Regions from separate parts of the Takifugu rubripes genome. Here region 1 is linked to region 2. A link is a contact called in public Hi-C data. All regions are on one chromosome and are shown on one strand. The core of a region is the stretch at or near the end of the contact, and the rest is flanking DNA. Distances in the headings are between cores, read along the strand shown.

What was found. A called contact is a pair of places that touch in the nucleus more often than the background predicts.
Region 1: a Hi-C map of muscle shows a contact between it and region 2, with 2.8 times the contacts expected there. The contact joins the promoter of mdfic2 here to the promoter of LOC101070547 in region 2. A contact is called at or near these places in 2 of 2 Hi-C or Micro-C datasets (muscle and an unstated tissue).

What each region holds. Positions count from the first base shown.
Region 1 is chr19:17,799,470-17,804,577 of fTakRub1.2, forward strand. mdfic2 (MyoD family inhibitor domain containing 2) reads left to right here and starts at 3,503. Exons shown (of 4, transcript XM_029827521.1): 1 at 3,503-3,718; 2 at 4,286-4,519. The coding sequence starts at 4,411.
Region 2 is chr19:17,638,409-17,643,329 of fTakRub1.2, forward strand. LOC101070547 (eukaryotic translation initiation factor 4E type 3-like) reads left to right here and starts at 3,353. Exons shown (of 7, transcript XM_003973759.3): 1 at 3,353-3,680; 2 at 4,321-4,393; 3 at 4,664-4,758; 4 at 4,873-4,921. The coding sequence starts at 3,493. It overlaps trnaf-gaa (transfer RNA phenylalanine (anticodon GAA)), which reads left to right and starts at 2,914; the gene lies at 2,914-2,986. It overlaps LOC105417881 (a long non-coding RNA gene), which reads right to left and starts at 3,483. Exons shown (of 2, transcript XR_965353.2): 1 at 3,347-3,483; 2 at 3,085-3,277. gpr27 (G protein-coupled receptor 27) reads right to left here and starts at 1,529. Exons shown (of 1, transcript XM_003973760.3): 1 at 1-1,529. The coding sequence starts at 1,229. The coding sequence ends at 114.

The DNA.
Region 1 (5,108 bases), core at 2,253-4,752, 160 kb after region 2:
CACTCATGCACTCTCCGGCACGGTGGCGCGGAGCGTGACCTTAATGGAAGCCGGGGAAATGGCCAATCGAGCTAGCGTCCACACTCGCCAGCCCATTGCGGAGCCTCCCTCTTTTGTTCTAGGAAGTGATATCACTATTAAGGAAGCCATTCATAGCCATATAATTCCTCCTTTCTACACTTAAAGGCTCCCAGCTTATGGGAAAATTATACAACTCAGCCTTTGCTCAAAAGTACCTTGAGGATGTGTCATTTTTCAGGAAGTGCACATTTAACCTGGGAGGGGGGGAATAACCGTTTTCTGCAACGTGAAGACGGATTAATATCTTTTCTTAAAACACAAATTACGCAACATTGCCGTCGCACGCAGTAAATCAGGACGACGTGGACGCCCGGTGACGGTCGGCTGGCAGTTTGAGGAGGACGGGGGGGACAAGGAACATAACATTGTGTCAAGCCCAGATGAAGCTCAGGCATCTATAAAGGCGGACACAGAATGAGGCCACTGTTGGTCAATAGCCTCCATCTGCGTCTCCTCTCATCTCTGAGAAGTGCACATCTGCTGAACATGGCACAATTTATCTATCAGAAGAATTATTAATTAATAGCTCATCTCATCCGCTATAATTGAGGACAGATCTGGAACGCCATTAGCTGTGATAATAAAGAGAGTGATACCTCCCGCCCACCTGAGCACGCGGGAAAAGCCTCCGCTGCTCAGGCCTCGTCAGCAAATGTATTCTTTTACACTGTACTTCACAACTTATAGGTTTGTCAAACCAATTTCATTCTTTTTAAATCTTCATAGCAATTATCTTTTTGCATAATCAGTTTCAAGACCTTGGGGGTCTACTGGGTCTTGTAACGTCTTTAAAATAATTGTTCGGATAGTAATTTGAAGTTTTGTGGAAATTGCTTAATAATCAGATCCCAAAGTCAATATTTGGCAGAGGAACTAAGTTGTAGATGGGGAAGACTTCATGTGGCTGCAGAAGAAATGTGGACCAGCGTGAAATTGAATTATATCAAAAGTTGGAGCCAACTTGATGTAAAAGTGCGTGCGTGTGCGTCTGTGTGTGTGTGTGTGTGTGTGTGTGTGTGTGTGTGTGTGATGCAGGTGTGGGATTCAGACATTGAAGATAAAGCACCTTTGAATTTGTCTTAATTTTGCATTTAATCCATCAAAAGGAGCGTAAATTCAGAGCGCTATCGATGTCAAATAAAGCTGCTTTATCTTGAAATAGGAACAGATGTTGTGCACCTAACGCAGCTGCTGTCCGCTCTGAACGTTGGAAAGATATCCAACTTTAAAGAGAGGGGGCCATTTCATGTTTGTCCCAATTACCCTTGTAATGAGATGTATCTGAGTCTGCGGTAATGACAGTAATTAGAAAGATAAAGTGGCAATGTGTGAAAACAGAGTTGGCATATCAAGCAGACGCAGCCTTCGGTCTGATGTGCGGAGGAACAAAAGAGGAACAAGACGCATGATCTTTAACAGCAAGGACAAATACAGGAAAATACAGGTCCTACAGAGTGCTCCTCTTGACTCCTAAAGTATATATGAATCACTAACCTTATTACCACGGTGACACAGCACGGAGCTTTGCTTTATGAATGCTACTTAAGGAGCATCCCATAATGTGCACTGACTAAAACCCAATCATAATCTGTCTTGCCCAATAACAACAAGACAATGCTTTAGAGAAAGCGTCTGATGTCATATCATCATTACACTAATAGCCGACGCCCGGGCCGCTCTTAGCCCCACCCGATCACTCATTCTAAACTGCTTATTGGTGAGAAAGCGTCAATGATCAATTCAGGCATTTAGCCCGTGGAGCAGGACTTAAGTCTGTGCCAGCATTGATTATCTGAAGGAGCAAATTGGTCTGTAATAATGCTTATTCCTCATCACGTCTGCCGGGAGCAGCTCTTCGCTCCACTGACGCCGGCAGTCGGTTTGTTCCTGAAACAAGCGTTTTTTCATCTGCACGCTACAGTGTTTGTGTGTTCTACGCTCCCTGGGCGTGAGCGCGTGTATCCGCGGCATTCTGCAACATTTATCCTTTGCAAATGTAAATGTTCAATCGTTCACGTCACATAGATAATTGAATTTATTCTCCACGTGTGTTGAAAGTGCAATGGGGATCAGTTCTAAAATTCTAGACATTCCTTTCATGGAATGGAGTAAAATAAGACAGAGGCTTTTATGCTGCTTATGGATCCTTTTAAGCATAACACAGACACAGGGAGCCAAGAATGGACCCTTCAGCTCTATTGACAAAGTAAAATGAAAACGATGGCCTCAAACCAGTAAAGAAGCATAAAATCAGAACAATACACCCTAAATGTTAATAGAAAAAAAATTCTATTTAGCCTTTTAGTGGGTTGAATAACTTCAAGGCGTTTTGGAAATACCCTGTGGATCACGTGGGGGTCCCAGGTGGGGCTGTAGCCTCAGGAAACTCACTTCCTCCACTGTGGAGAGAATCCCCAGTTGGTTTAAGTCATAGACGCCAATTTACCCCACCCCGTCCCTCTCTGGTTTCCTTTGCTGTGTAAGGTCATTTATCTGCCGTTTTAATTTGGAAACGGTGGATTCTTCCTTTTGTGAAAGCAGCAGGAGACCCCCCCCCCCCCCCCCATCCTCGCTGGGCTGCCATAAAGGTAAGCAGGTGTCCTTAAAGGTGTCGGAAAATTAATATAACAGACGTGTTCAATTAGGGCCGAATGATCTTGGAAATGAATTATTGTGTTCTTAATGGATGGAGCAGAAACGTTCCCCAGAGCACATAAGGTGAGCGCTGCATTAAGGTGCAGCTTTAAATGGATCAGAACAAAGTGCTCCTCCGTAAATTCTGTGGTCCAAAATAAAGATTCTAATCCTCCAGTGAGTTATCAGCCCACCAGAAAGAGATGTTTTTGAATTACATTCCCGCTTTAGTATTACTTCAAAGTGAATTTATAGGAAACAAAGAATCTTTCATCTAAGCAACCGAATCAGAACCAACACGATGACGTCAACTGACACACAGCAAAAAAAGAAATCTCCAAATCAACAACTGTAAAGCGTAAATGATCATTCCAAATTAAAGAAGCACAAGTTTTGAAGCTCTATGAGCAAACTGACTTTTTGATTGTTAAAAAAAAAAAAAACCTCCACGAGGTTTAACGATGTATGGGGAAAAAAGTGAATACGACATCAAACGCCATTTTCCTTTGTGTTCGCTGGCCTCAAGGTGACGAGGGAGACTTTTCTCATCACCAGAGCTAACGATGACATTTATTCTCTGTGGAACTCATTAAGGGCAAAGGGGGGGGGGGGTGTCTGCCCCAGCATGTTCAACAACCTCAGACGCTCCAATAAAACAAATAAATATGTTGATTAAAATACCTGATGAGATAACAGGAAACGGACAGAAGGAGTCCGACTGTTACCGATGAATCAGCTGGTTTCGCAATCAAAACTCACTGATTTCATCAGAGTTAAAGAACTTTCTCAGCTGTTGGAGGCTTTAGGTTGAGTCCAGCTGTTTGTTTCTTCCATATTTTAGCCTCCTGCCTGCTCAGGAGGAGCGGGAATCCTGCCGATCTTCCCTGGACGAGATCTCAGCCTGTCGCTGCTGTTGGAAAAGCTTTAAGATCTGTGACGGGTCCTGGCCAACGATCAGCAATTAGACACAATCTGCAGTGTGGGAAACAACGAGGGCAACATGGTGAGTTCAGATCTGCGAGGAGGGTGAGGAAAGCACCTCTGGCCGTCCTCTTCAGGAGGCACATTTACAGCGAGAGCTGCAGAGAGCTGAGCAGACAAATACTCACATCTTAATTTTTCAATTAGCATAGCTCTTGTTCTCTAAACATATGCAAACACAGCACGACATCTATTAAAATGCAACTCTAGCGTTGAGCCTAATTAGAGTAAATTGGTCGGCCTGTGTTGGGCAGAATCAGAACGCAGCTCAGCGCTGCTGTTTAGCTGCCTGCTTCTCTCCCAACAAACAAACTTCATGCACGTGTTGAGTGGCATCACAGTCAGACGTGGCAGGAGGGAATGTCGTCAGCAGCCCGTGCAGTCAGCAAAATCAGCATTAATGCGGATGATAATGCCTTTTGTCTGCGTTGCTTCATAATACATTTATATAGGTAGATGCAGTGTTAATGTGATTTTTCCTTTTAGTGTGTAATGCCCTGCACTTTCCTGGCTTCATTAGCACTTCATAAAGGAAAGTAAGTCCAACTAATAAAATGTTGCTGACTTTGTCCCGCTGATGTTTTAATAGCAGCGGATCTTCGGTGTTTTTTTTTTTATTTTTTTGCCGGCGTCATTGGAACATTGGAGAGGCTTCAGTGCAGCCGGCAGCCGGCCAAATGGACTCTGTGAAATGTAAAGGATAATTCGTCCTGGATGCTCTCAGCTTTGCCGAGACAAACAGCAGCCAGGGCGAGAGGCTGCTCCCAGCCGAGCCCCGCCGCAGAACCCCAGCGTCGGACGCCGACTCCAGCCGGCCTCTGTGGTGAACACACACATCTTTTTGGTTTGATGTAAACAGGTTTGTCACCCGGAGAGCATTTTTCATTTGTGATGCAATGGACCAGATGGCAGATGAAATGACTCTGAGAGCGGAGGAGAGAGACAAAGGGAGCGTAAACACTGCTGAGGAGAGCTCAGCACGGGTGAGAGGAGGTAAGTTAATGTGACTCAGGTCTGAAAGTCACCACTGAGTCACTGTTTCCTGTAAATCTCTGCAATTCCTTCCTGGTAACTGCACTACTGGGCTTTTTTTTATTTATTTTTTTTAAAGTTGGACAACTTCTGCAGCACTCACATGTGTTTCTCATCAATTGTTTCTTGGTTGAGCTTGAAAAATCTGCAGCTTTCCTCCTCCGTGGGTTTTGATGTGCCGCGAATTTGATTTAAAACATGAATTTTAAATTGCATCAGACCTACTGATGTGAGTAGCTGTGCAGCCTAATGAGAGAATATGTCTGGGTGAAGCACTGGAACAAAACCTGAAAAATGCATGGCATGCCTGCAGGCCTTACTTCTCTATCAACTAATGGTCATGGGCACCGACCAGCTTTACTCCCAGATAGCTCTGGAGG
Region 2 (4,921 bases), core at 2,103-4,602:
TCAAACTGTGACAAAGTCTCCTTTAACCTGCCAACAGGCTTCACAACGAGTTCAAAATGGAATTTACAACAAAGGCAAAACGGAAGTCGGTGTGGAGAAACATCGGGGTACATTCAGATGACACAGTAGGGCTCCATGGGCGTCTGGGTCCCCAGGCAGCAGGGGAAGCAGGCTCGGAGCCGCAGCCGGAGCTCCTTGTTGAACAGAAAACTGATGATGGGGTTGGCACCGGCCTGGGCGAAGCTCATCCACACCGCGGCCGTCAGGTAGAGCTGCGCCACCGAGGCTCCGCGCACGAATATCCTCAGGAAGCAGGCGCTTAAGTACGGGGCCCACATGATGAGGAAGGTCAGGGTGATCATGTAGTACATCTTGCCGATACGCTTCTCCATCTTGAACTCGTCCAGCACCAGCAGCCTTCTGTTGCTGAGGTGCGCCGCTTGTCTGATGCCCACCAGCGTGGGCGGGGTGGGTCCGCGGCCGAAGCCGGCGATCCAGTTGGCGGCCGCCTGCCCGGTGGCTCCGGGGCCGTGAAAGGTCCAGTTCTGGCTGATGGCCGGGACCAGCTGAGCCGGCTTCATCTTGCGGTGGTCGTAAACGAAGCAGAACATCTTTATGTAGACCACATGCGTCATGAAGACGATGACGGCGAGCATCAGCATGAAGCCCATCGTGTCGTTCGCCTTCACGTAGCGGTGCTCGAAGATGCACTGCTCCTCCTCACGGATGAACTTGTAGGTGCCCACGTCAAACACCGGGGGGAAAGCCATGGCCACGGAGAGGGTCCACACCATGCAGATGACCGCCGCGCACGTACACAGGTTCATCCGCTTGTAGTAAAACCTGTGGTGGGCGATCGCCATGTACCGGGTGACGCTGACGCAGAAGAGCAGAAAGGCGACGTGGAAGCAGAAGAGCACCGACATGAAGGCGACCAGCTTGCAGCTGAGCGCGCCGTATGGCCAGGAGGAGCCGCCGCCTATCGATGCCATCACGAAGGGGAAACACACAGCCGCGCGCAACACGTCCGCCAGGCACAGGTCCAGCAGGAAATAGTACGGAGCTTTGTGCAGCGAGCTGTCCTTCAGCAGCAGCAGCGACAGCGCCGCGTTGCCCAGCAGGCTGATGCCCAGGATCAGACCCAGGGAGGCCAGCTTGAGCGCACAGGCCGTGGACGCGTAGTTGTGGAAGGACGGGCTGCTCCCACCGAACTCGCTTGCGTTCGCCATCTGCGCGGCCGAGTCCGTGCGTGGCCCCGCATCAATTCGCGGAGGAGCGGGAGGATCCTGCCAGCCTGGACGCAAAGCCGCCGCTCATCCTCCCCGACGCGCTGCGATCCTCTCAGAAACCCAAAGGAATCATCTTGCATTTCTTCTTTCTCTTCTTGTCCTTCATCTCAAACGCGGCCAGGGTTAGAAACGCCGTTCCGAGACCTCTGATGATGAGAAGCAGCTCGATTTGCTCTCAGGAGACATCGGCTCCGCGGGAACATCGGCTCAGGAAACACAGTTTGCGCCGGTGGCGGAAGTCTCCCGTCTTGAGGAATAAAAAAAAAAAAAAAAAACAGACTGCGCATCTGCGGCCTCATCAGCCACAATTAAAACTCCCCCCTATCAGAGCGCGCGCAGGGGGGCTCAGGAGAGCCCAGGAGCTTGGAGGAAAAGCTGGGCGCAGATCGGAGGCTCGCAGAGGTGGGAGAACCGGAGGTGGGAGAACCAGAGGTGGGAGAACCAGAGGTGGGAGAACCAGAGCGGCTCACGTCCGCTGGAGTCTGGTCTGGTTCTGGACTCATGGAGTCGTGTTTGGAGAGGAGAGGGAACGTTGACAACGTCGAGAAATCAAACCGACGAGTAACAATCCCCAGTAACACTAAAAACGCTCCAAAAATAAAATAAGACATAAGAAAAAGACCCAAGAAATAAATGGAATGTTGTCTAATTTTTTGGGGGGGTGGAGTTGGAGAGGGGATGCTATTCAGGGCAAACTGAGGGTTCAGATGAGGTAAATAGTTGCATAAGAAAGCAGCGTGTACGCGTGCGTGTTTGCGTGTACGCGCAGTGACTTGAGCACTCCAAAGATGGAGGCTGGAGAAAAATAATGGCTTTGCAGAGCAAATGGTGATGCCGAGGGAGGAAGCTCCCCAAATATTGACATTGCACCGAATCTCTCCAGATTTCGTGTACTTTAAGCTACTGTTTCCGTCACGTGACCGACCCCCCGACGCTGCGACGGTTCACCAGCGCCCCCTGCAGGCGGCTCTGAAGCCGGACAAACGCTCTGATGCTGCAGGATTCACAAAACCATCGTGCAGCTGATCTCGAAGTTTAGTCATGGCCCAAATTCATCGAACTGGTAAGAAAAGATGCCGCATATGTTCATATTGCAAATCGAAAACTGAATCTAACACAGAAATCTAGCATTTGTGGCAGACCTTCGAGATATTTTAGTTCTTCTTCAAATGGAAATACCACCTTTTATCTGTTGTGTGGTTGATGTGGTTGCGAGGCGGCATCTTTGTGGTAAAAAGCGAAAAGGATTTTGATAGTTTTGTGCTTCAAGGACCTGCCGCTAAGAACAACACCTACAGGCTGAACTGAACTAGTAAAAACCACCACTATCCTTCGCTGACTGGGCGCTCTTCCCAGTTAAAGGTCAAACCGGAGAGATCTGCCCAGTGATGCTCTCTAAACTGGACCGCGACGCTTTCATGGCGCGTTCATGTCGAAGATGGTGAAGATAGTTTGATGAGACGATGCATCACTACAGAAATGCCTCCAAATCCCATCGCTGAGACACAGTGTTCCGCCACTATGGTGTGTAGTTACTCCAGCAGAATGTGAAGCATTTCCTACGTGAATTATTATATCTAGTCTGATGTCCAGTCTGTTGTGTCACATGATTTGTGCCTAACAAGCTGGAATAGCTCAGTTGGGAGAGCGTTAGACTGAAGATCTAAAGGTCCCTGGTTCAATCCCGGGTTCCAGCATTGTTAGGTTTTCTAACATCCCACTCCAGTAAAGATAGGCCTATTCAATAAAATAAAACACTCCAATTACTTCATTAGAATAACCAGACAGCTGTGAGTCAAAATTGTAGTTCTTTATACAAGAATTTTGGCCATGTTTGTGTTTATATGCTGCTTATTCACATATACACAGTGGATACATCAAAAGTATGGGCGTGAAAACAGCATTACAGTCGACATCTGATGACAGTTGGACGCACTCGGAAGACTGGGAAACCATTTCCGGTTACTGAGTCCGTCAGATTGTGGTGCCTAAGAAACTGCAGGAGTGAGACGTCTTCGTTTCGATCATCTCTCTGAGAAGTACCGACCGCGACGTACCTGCCTGCGCCTCCGACGCGCTGACGTCACCAGTCGGGAGGCGGAAACGCGGCGGTGATTCCGTATGAAGCGATAAAGCAAAACCGGCTGTTTTTATCCAGGACATTCACACAAGAGTCGCAGAAACCAGAGCCCGGTCTCCCGAAATGGCGGTTCCTTTGGGCCAGGCGGACCCCCAGATGGACAGGGGCGCCCTGAGCGGACCGGCGGGTTCCTCGCAACACGACATTGACATCGACGAGCAGGAGTTGGAAAACATCACAAAGAAGCACCGAGACGACGGAGCGAGCCAGACGCTGCCTCTGCACTCGCCCTGGACCTTCTGGCTGGACAGGTAACGTCTCTAATTCCCGTCGAACCTCCGCGGACGCGGGACAGTTTAAGAACCCAACAGAAGCGGCCGCCGTCCGCACAGGCCTTAAAACGCTGTGCGTGAGAGTGCGTGACCGTCTCCCGTAAACACGGGTTTTATGGTTCGATCTCAGCGTTGATGTTGATCTGAGCAGATCTGAGCAGATCTGTGACCGTGGAGGACCCCCCAGCAGGGATCCACGGGGCTGGAACCCGGGTCTCTTCCAGGCTTTGGAAAGTTCTCCGGGCCAGTTTACGAGCTCGGACTTGTGTTCCGCCGCACGGAATCTTTGCGGCGCCCCGTTAGTCCACACCACGTCTGCACGTTCCCTTTATTAGTTGTGTTCTGGAGCCGCGGTTCCAAAACCCGTGGATGACGTTTGCGCGGCGGCTGACGTCACCCGCGACGTCACCGCCCCCCCCCGACTCCTGACCCGAGGGTCCGGTTCTTCTCAGGAGGCCCCGGAGCCTTTTTAATCACAGTGTCCGCTCGGGATTACCCGCAGATTGGAGTCCTTGTTGGGAAATGTTCCGTTTGCACGTCTGTTTCCTGGTTTAGGCCGCAGATGGTTGAATCTGACCCACGATGGCGCCGACCTCAACCGGATCTCTTGTCCTTCCAGGTCGTTGCCGGGCACGACGGCAGCGCAATGCGAGTCCAATCTGAAGAAGATCTACACCGTGCAGAGCGTTCAGGTTGGGTTTGCTTCCATCTTAAAAAGCTTCATCATCTTAAGAGCAGAGAGATCGAGTGGAGGAGCTGGCAGGAAGTCCCGGCGGCCCAAATAAAGAGCAGCCCGGACGAGGGAGAATAACAGAATAAGTGTGTTAGACGGAACCCTCAGGACTCCGCCGGGCCTCGCCGCCGCTCTTTATCGCCGCGCTCTGCCATCTTGTACGCGTTCGAGCCCCAGCAGCTCTCCGAAGGCCTCAGAACTAAGATGGGGCCCGGTTGTTGCTTTGCAGATGTTCTGGAGCGTGTACAACAACATCCCCCTGGTCACGGCTCTGCCCCTGAGATGCAGCTACCACCTGATGCGGGGGGAGCGCCGGCCTCTCTGGTAAGTGCCACCGGGCCCGTGAGTATCGCGTCCATCGCCACACTTTAACGGCGCGTTCGGACCGGACCGAGGAGAGCGCCCCGCCCGCTGCCTCTGACTCTTCTGCCCCAACAGGGAGGAAGACGGCAACGCCAGAGGAGGCGTGTGGAAGATGAAAGTCCCC